2 separate regions of the Zea mays genome follow, and region 2 is linked to region 1. Evidence: chromatin contacts called from public Hi-C data. All regions are on one chromosome and are shown on one strand. The core of a region is the stretch at or near the end of the contact, and the rest is flanking DNA. Distances in the headings are between cores, read along the strand shown.

Evidence for each region. Hi-C and Micro-C count contacts between places; a contact is called where the count stands out from the background.
Region 2: a Hi-C map of leaf shows a contact between it and region 1, with 5 times the contacts expected there. The contact joins the promoter of LOC100283478 here to the promoter of LOC100191192 in region 1. A contact is called at or near these places in 4 of 25 Hi-C or Micro-C datasets (ear, leaf and tassel).

Annotation. Positions count from the first base shown.
Region 1 is chr7:142,421,693-142,425,391 of Zm-B73-REFERENCE-NAM-5.0, forward strand. It overlaps LOC100191192, which reads left to right and starts at 1,443. Exons shown (of 7, transcript NM_001136627.3): 1 at 1,443-1,920; 2 at 2,749-2,882; 3 at 2,975-3,088; 4 at 3,509-3,604. The coding sequence starts at 1,579.
Region 2 is chr7:142,553,964-142,557,310 of Zm-B73-REFERENCE-NAM-5.0, forward strand. LOC100283478 (ribulose-phosphate 3-epimerase) reads right to left here and starts at 1,304. Exons shown (of 8, transcript NM_001156378.2): 1 at 1,046-1,304; 2 at 326-330. The coding sequence starts at 1,159.

The DNA.
Region 1 (3,699 bases), core at 193-2,692:
AACGGATGAAGTATTAAATACGAGTCGTGTCTAATCCCTCATAGCCAAACACCAAACCTATTTGCAGATGAAGAAAAACAGATATTAAATTGTTTCATCTTCATGACAGAAACACCAATTATGTTTCATTAAATTAAAACAACGCCACATCAAAGATAAAGATGTCTTGATCTACTAAGGTACTTCTTTCACAAACATTCGTTAGAATTGGGCACATCCTGATAGATTAATGCAAGATAATAAGATTTTGCAAAAAAAAAAAACTCAACTCTAGTGTAGTTTCCATTTAAACTTGTCCTCTTCGCTTAAGGGTGTGTTTGGTTGAGAAGTGAATAAGAACGGAGCGACCCATTCTTATTTTCTGAATGTTTGATTTCCATCAAAAAAAAGAGCGGAACGACACCTAAAGTTTTCATTTGAAAATTTAATATAAATAGTTAGAATGCTCCCGCTTCACCAAAACGATAGGATGCGAGTGCTCCCCCGAATGCGAGTGCTCTCCTCCCTCTCATTATCTCTACACTCATATGACTCTCTAACCAAACAAAGAACAGAACAACTTCACTCTATTCTACCCTTCAACCAAACAAAAAATTGAATGACTCTGTTCAACTTACCAAACATAGATTAAAACAACACATCTTAAAAATCTGGAATGAAATCGCTCCATTTAGTTAACTCATCAACAATTAAACACACCCTAAAATAATGTTGGACACCCGTGAAAGGAGACTTTCATAACACTAGCTTGTGACTAATAAGGTCTCTAGCTATCTGCGTTGTGATATATTTAGTGGATATGAGCTCCACACTTTGGCTCTTGTGTATCTTGTTTCTTGCAGGGTATGTTGTATAGTTGAGGATACTGATATCGTAAATTTTTACTCTATATGTCTCAATTTATAATTTGTTTAATTTTTTACTAACTTCGATCTGCTCATCTTATTTGTTTAATATGAATAAAATTAGCTAATAGTTAACCAACTATTTATCAGTTAGCTAATTACATCAGTAACTTTTTTTTGTTCTAACTATTAGCTCTAGATATTCAAACGGGGTCTAATTTGTTTTAAATCTGAATTGATGTTCATAGGCATAGCGGTTTTAGATTAAGGTCTGCAGTGCCTACGGAGATTCCATCAGACCCAAACGGTCCCGTTGCCATCCCTACCCTGTACGCTATACACATGCTGTGCCATCCCTACCCTGTACACTATACACATGCTGACACTCGCACCGCACACCGCACACCGCACGCGAAATCCAGTCGGCGCGACGACATCACCACCGCCGTAGAGTTGTGGACCACCACCGGCGCATGCACAGGGTCCAGAGATTTCCTTGTTCCTTCCTTTTCCCCACCGCCAGCACGTCGTCCAGCACGTCCTCGTTCCTATCGCCCCGTGCGCCCGGTCCACCGCCCGCCACCGTCCCTGGCCCCTTTTTCATATCCACTGTGCAGTGCCCGGCTGCCCGCCGCGCCAACCCCACCCCGCTCCGCCCGTGTAAACCAAACCCCGCTTCGGCGGCGGCGGCGACTGGCCCACGAGCCTTCTCGAACCGACGCATCCGCCACCCATGCTGCGCTGCCACACGCCACCGCAATGCGCCCGCGCGCCGCTCCGCCACCACGGAAGGTGGGAGTCGCCTCCGGCGGCGGCGCCCGCGGTGGTAGTGCGGTGCGCGCGGGGTGCGCCGCAGGTGTCCGGGATCGAGGCGGCTTCGCCGGGCCACGCGGCTGTCACGGCGGCGTTAGCTAAGGCGGAAGGGGGTGACGCGCGGCCCAGCCTGGCCGAGCGGCTGCGGTTGGGGAACCTCCTGGAGGACGGGCTATCGTACAAGGAGAGTTTCATCGTGCGCTGCTACGAGGTGGGGATCAACAAGACGGCCACCGTTGAGACCATCGCCAATCTCCTCCAGGTATGCTCGCGAGCTCGCGCCGTGGGGGGCTCTGCTTCCTAAAGTTCGGATCAGTGCCCTGCGGAGGCCAGATTTGTGGCGTGCTTTTCTTTATTGGATTCGGGCTATGCCTGGATTCAAGAGGTCGGATGTCTGGATCTGAATTTAGAACTCTCCAAACTTGTGCTACAATCAGAGCTCCTCTTTTGTGCTAGGATGGAATTGTGAAAGAGGAATATTGTTACTCCACAATTCTGTGCCATGCCCTTTGCTTAAGTTAGAGCTAGGGTGTAGCTTAGTTCGTGTTTGGTGGATTAAAATGGTATGACTGTCCCGGTCTTGTTAGTGTTGCAAAGTGGTAAATCGCCCACAGAAATTTGCTCCTAGTGTGCATGCAACAAATTGACCACTCCAATGCTAAAACCTAGTGCAATTTTCTTTGTCTGCCAGTCCTCGGAGAAGCGATCAGAGCCTTAAACTGGCGTGCCGAAATATCTCATGGGCAACTATGAGTTGAGTCATGGGCTGACTACTTAGAAGAACATGGGGTAGTTGTCACCGGCACCAATTTCCTGGATGTGCTTGCTTTGGCATGCACACACGAAATTTCATATAGGGTACAGATCGCTGGAGTTAGTGGTGGTGGAATTGGTTTGTGATCCAAGTTCAAAAGTTAAAATCACACCAAATGGGACATGGGCAACTCCATTGGTTCGGATTTTATCAATTGATTCTTAAGTATCAATATTACTGCCATTTATATAAGGCCTACTATAAACAAGTGTACCAATGTTTTTTTATTCCCTATATTTTTTGTATCTTTAATTGTAAGCATTTTTGTAAATACAGGAGGTAGGATGTAACCATGCACAAAGTGTTGGGTTCTCCACTGATGGCTTCGCCACGACCACTACAATGAGAAAACTTGGACTTATTTGGGTGACGAACAGAATGCACATTGAGATCTACAAGTACCCAGCTTGGTAGTTTTTTAAGCTTACATTGAAGCTTTGTTTGCACCTTTTACCCCTCTTTGGTAAGGTTTGATCCTGACTGGTAACTCTGCTGCTGGTAGGGGTGATGTTGTTGAGATCGAAACATGGTGCCAAGAAGATGGAAGAATTGGTACCCGTCGTGATTGGATCCTCAAGGACCTAGCTAATGGTGAAGTTATTGGCAGAGCTACCAGGTACTTGCTGATAGCTTCTTGAGTGTAATACAGGTCACAGGACCTAAAATTTTTCCGTCAGATGGCATGGTAGCCATCACATTTCTATCTCTTGGCAAATAACAGAAAAAATCATTCCCATCTTGTTAGGCGAGTGGTGTAGACTTTTAGGTGATTGATAAACTTCTGTGGATTTTAACATGCCTGTTCCTCTTGGTCGCACTTACCATTCACTCAAATATGTTGGCCATATCTGTTATTGCTGTCTCTACTTAAAGCAGCCTTGATATTTAGGAAGTGAGATCAATTTATGCTGCTTTAGCAGCACAGCAGTATTGGGCCTATCAGATCTATTCTTTGTTGTCTTTTAGTTCAAAATTTTCCATATCTTTTATCACAATGTACAGTACACGTAACAGAGTTGTATTGTTTATTCTCTAGCAAGTGGGTCATGATGAACCAAAATACACGGAGACTTCAGCGGGTCAGTGATGACGTGAGGGATGAGGTGTTTATGCACTGTCCAAAGGCTCCAAGGTAAAGCGACTCAATTTTGTTCTCGATGTTCTGCATAGACATGCACTCTTGTTATTTTCATGCAATCCATAAACTCAAAAGTGCCCAAGTAGCTC
Region 2 (3,347 bases), core at 54-2,553, 130 kb after region 1:
ATTCTATCATAAGACTCCACAAAATTATGTTGTATGTATTGAATATTCTGATAAGTAAGGCGTCTAAAGCACATAAGAAGAGGTGAAAACTGAACAAGAATAAGGGTCTGAATGAGTTGAAGGACAGTGACACTGGGTATAAAATTTTACTTTCAGTCATGTATTCATCATATAAGTTACTTCCTGTAAGCTGTGGTAAGCGACCTTACAATCATGCTAGCAGCTTAAAAGGCGAATGATATTTGAGAGTTATACCACCGGACACTTCAGTAGCAAACCACAATAGAAGTAAAATATCCTCATTGAGAATTAGAGACCAACTCACCCATCCTACAAGAAAATATGAGTAATAAGAACAGAAGTCAGCATAGGATAAGCTTTCAATTCTTATATCATCAGTCATACAGATGTGAACAGAAACAAAACCAGTCACAGGTGGCAGCAGAATTTAGCTAAAAAGAATACATAAGCAGATAACTACTAGGTACCATGAACAAAACGACAGCTAGCAGTTTGCAGTAAGCAGATCAGTACAATTGAGTACAGCATTACTGCACTAGGAGGAAACTGATACTAAAGAAGCTTAATTTCCACTCTAAAAGTCGATATTCAGCTAACTTCTGCATGAAGACATGCATATAGTAATACACTAGAGGGTAGGTCGACAAGCCAACAAGACAAATGCCCAATTCTGAACAAATCCTACAGAATCGAGAATCGATCACTCTAAATGCCACAGAATCGCATAAAACCTAATTTTCATAGTAATGGATGCAACTGCAACCTCTCTTTCAAAATGATGCGCCAGCTCTAAGTTCGTGAAAAAAGTTTCCAACAGCAAGTTAGTCAACGGTAGATCAATCCTGTGCACGCCATAGGACACGGTTACAGGCAGCGTACTCAACCCTGCCGGCTGACCAGAAATACTATCGCTCGGATCTCGGATCAGAGGCCGCTGCTTATTCGTATTAGCGGTGCTGCCGTGCTGCGCCTGCGCCCGCAATAGATGAGACGGAATTGGCCGGAAGGGGGAAGGGGATCGTACCATGATGTCCATATGTAGCCAGTCGGCGCCTAGGCGGACCATGCGCTCAGCCTCCGAAGCGAGGTTGGCAAAGTCCGACGAGAGCATCGACGGCGCTATCTTCGCCGCCGCCATGTCCGCTTACCGCTAGGTTGATTCCTCCCCGGATTGGTGGCAGAGTAGTTATGGGGGCAGGCGCCAGGCGGGCAGCAAACAGTACACTTTGGAAGTGGATGCTTCGGTCGTTCGGCCCGGCGGCTTGTAGGGGAGTTGGTGAGGTGGCCGGTGGCCGGTGGCATTTGGTACTTAGTCCATCTTTCTCTCAAATTGTGTTAAGAGTCTATGAGCAGTCCACCTTTTAGTTGACTATTAGTGAACCGTCAACTTCCTTTTCTCTTTAATTCTCTTTCTTTCGTGTCACTATAAATATAGCATGTCATCTCTTGCAGACTGTCCATGTAACTTTATTATACTTGCTCTTATGGATCAATTGGGTATCGATCGCATCGTAATCAGATCGACTGATACCGATCTACATGTTGTATACCAGGTTAGTACCGATCTCCGATACACTTCTTACTGATGTGGAAGTTCTTGTTTGATTAGCGCTATTTTAATTATTTAAAATTCAAGAAAACTAAGACAACTTGAATCCAATCTATAAATAGAGGAAGGTGTTTGAATCCATTCACACCCCTCACCTCCAATTCACTTGCCTTCTCTCTTTATAGCCTTCAAACCTCTCTTTCATTATGGATCCAAGGTGAAATCTGAACTTTGATACATTCACCGACTTGTTCAATGAAACTCCACGACGTCCCGAGACTCTACCGGTATGGGATAAATCTTCTTCTAAGGACTTTTTCTCATCTATCATCAACAAGAAAATGTTCCTACTTGTACCCATGTACTGATTATATGGCCTCTGCTTATGAAAGTACCTTTAGGCATTTAAAGACTTTGGATGTCACCTAGAGGGTGAATAGGTAATTAAAACTTTTCAACCCAATTGAACTTAACTTACTTGACGCTAGCAACGAAACCATGTCTTAATCCGATGATTACCTGCACTTCACAAACACTAATACAAAATGCAAATATAAGAAGTGCAAGTAAGCAAATAGAACAAGGGACAAGATACAATTTATCCCATGGGTCAGCCAAGCCTCAAATGCTTGCATATGTTCACGTTTGAGTTAGCCAATCAGCTTGGAGTCTATTTCAACTCCTTCCTCCCTTTGCTCAAGTTTATCACCACTTTTGATAAACCGAGACTTTCACTTATCAATTGGTTGCTTTACAACAATCCTAAGGCTCTCCGTAACTTAGGAGCTCTCCAGCGAATGCCTAAAGCCGATAGCTGAAGCCTATTGTCACACCTGGTTTTGGAAGGCAACCCGAATGCGAACTATGTACATGCTAGGATCAGAACTCACGTACACAGTGATTATATAATTGGACATCATCACACAATGCTCAAAGTAATTAGTGGAAAGGTACTTTATTTACAACAAGATGTCCAAGACATCCACAAAGTCTAATACATAACCATAGTCTTTACCATTAATATCAAAGTGCAGGAATACAAAACGTAGAAGATAAGCCTACACAGGCAGCTGACTAGGGGTTTGCCACTAAGGTAAACTAGAACTCATCGTAGTCCTGAAACTCCTCAAAATCCTCCATGTTGCCAGCATCTCCTCCTGAGCACTGAGTATAGTGGGGACAACCTAGGTGGGGTGGTTTATAAAGCAAGGGTGAGTACACATCAACGTACTCAATAAATGTCCCGTTTGGCTAAACTGGACTAGCTTTATATGGGGTTAAGATCAAGGAGTTGCTTTTAGTTGATCAGGTATTTATTATTAGTGGAAGCCAAATTTTAGCAATAACCAACCCATGAATCATTTCCTCATCGAGGAACATCATTATCATCATCATAACCAAAACCATCAATAGAATCATTGTATCTCAGATCATCTGTATCTCTAATCAAAGAGGATCCCAAGGTCGCTCATAACCGTGAGCACGGCTGATATATCAGTTTCTAACACTCTGCAGAGGTCGCACACTTTACCCACAAGTCGTGATTCCCATTCTGCCCGGAGATCATGACTCTCCGTTGATCACTACCAAGGTGACCTAGCAGGGTCTCACTATATAGCCTTTACAAAGATTTCCTAGAGGTCATAACCGCCCGTTAGGTTTCTCCAGTTTGATAAACAAAGTACATCTCCCCAAAGGAAGGGTGACTAACAAAACCAAATCGAGAACCTCTACAACCAGCCTCGGCAGAGCAAGTACTGTGCCCAGACCCCATTGA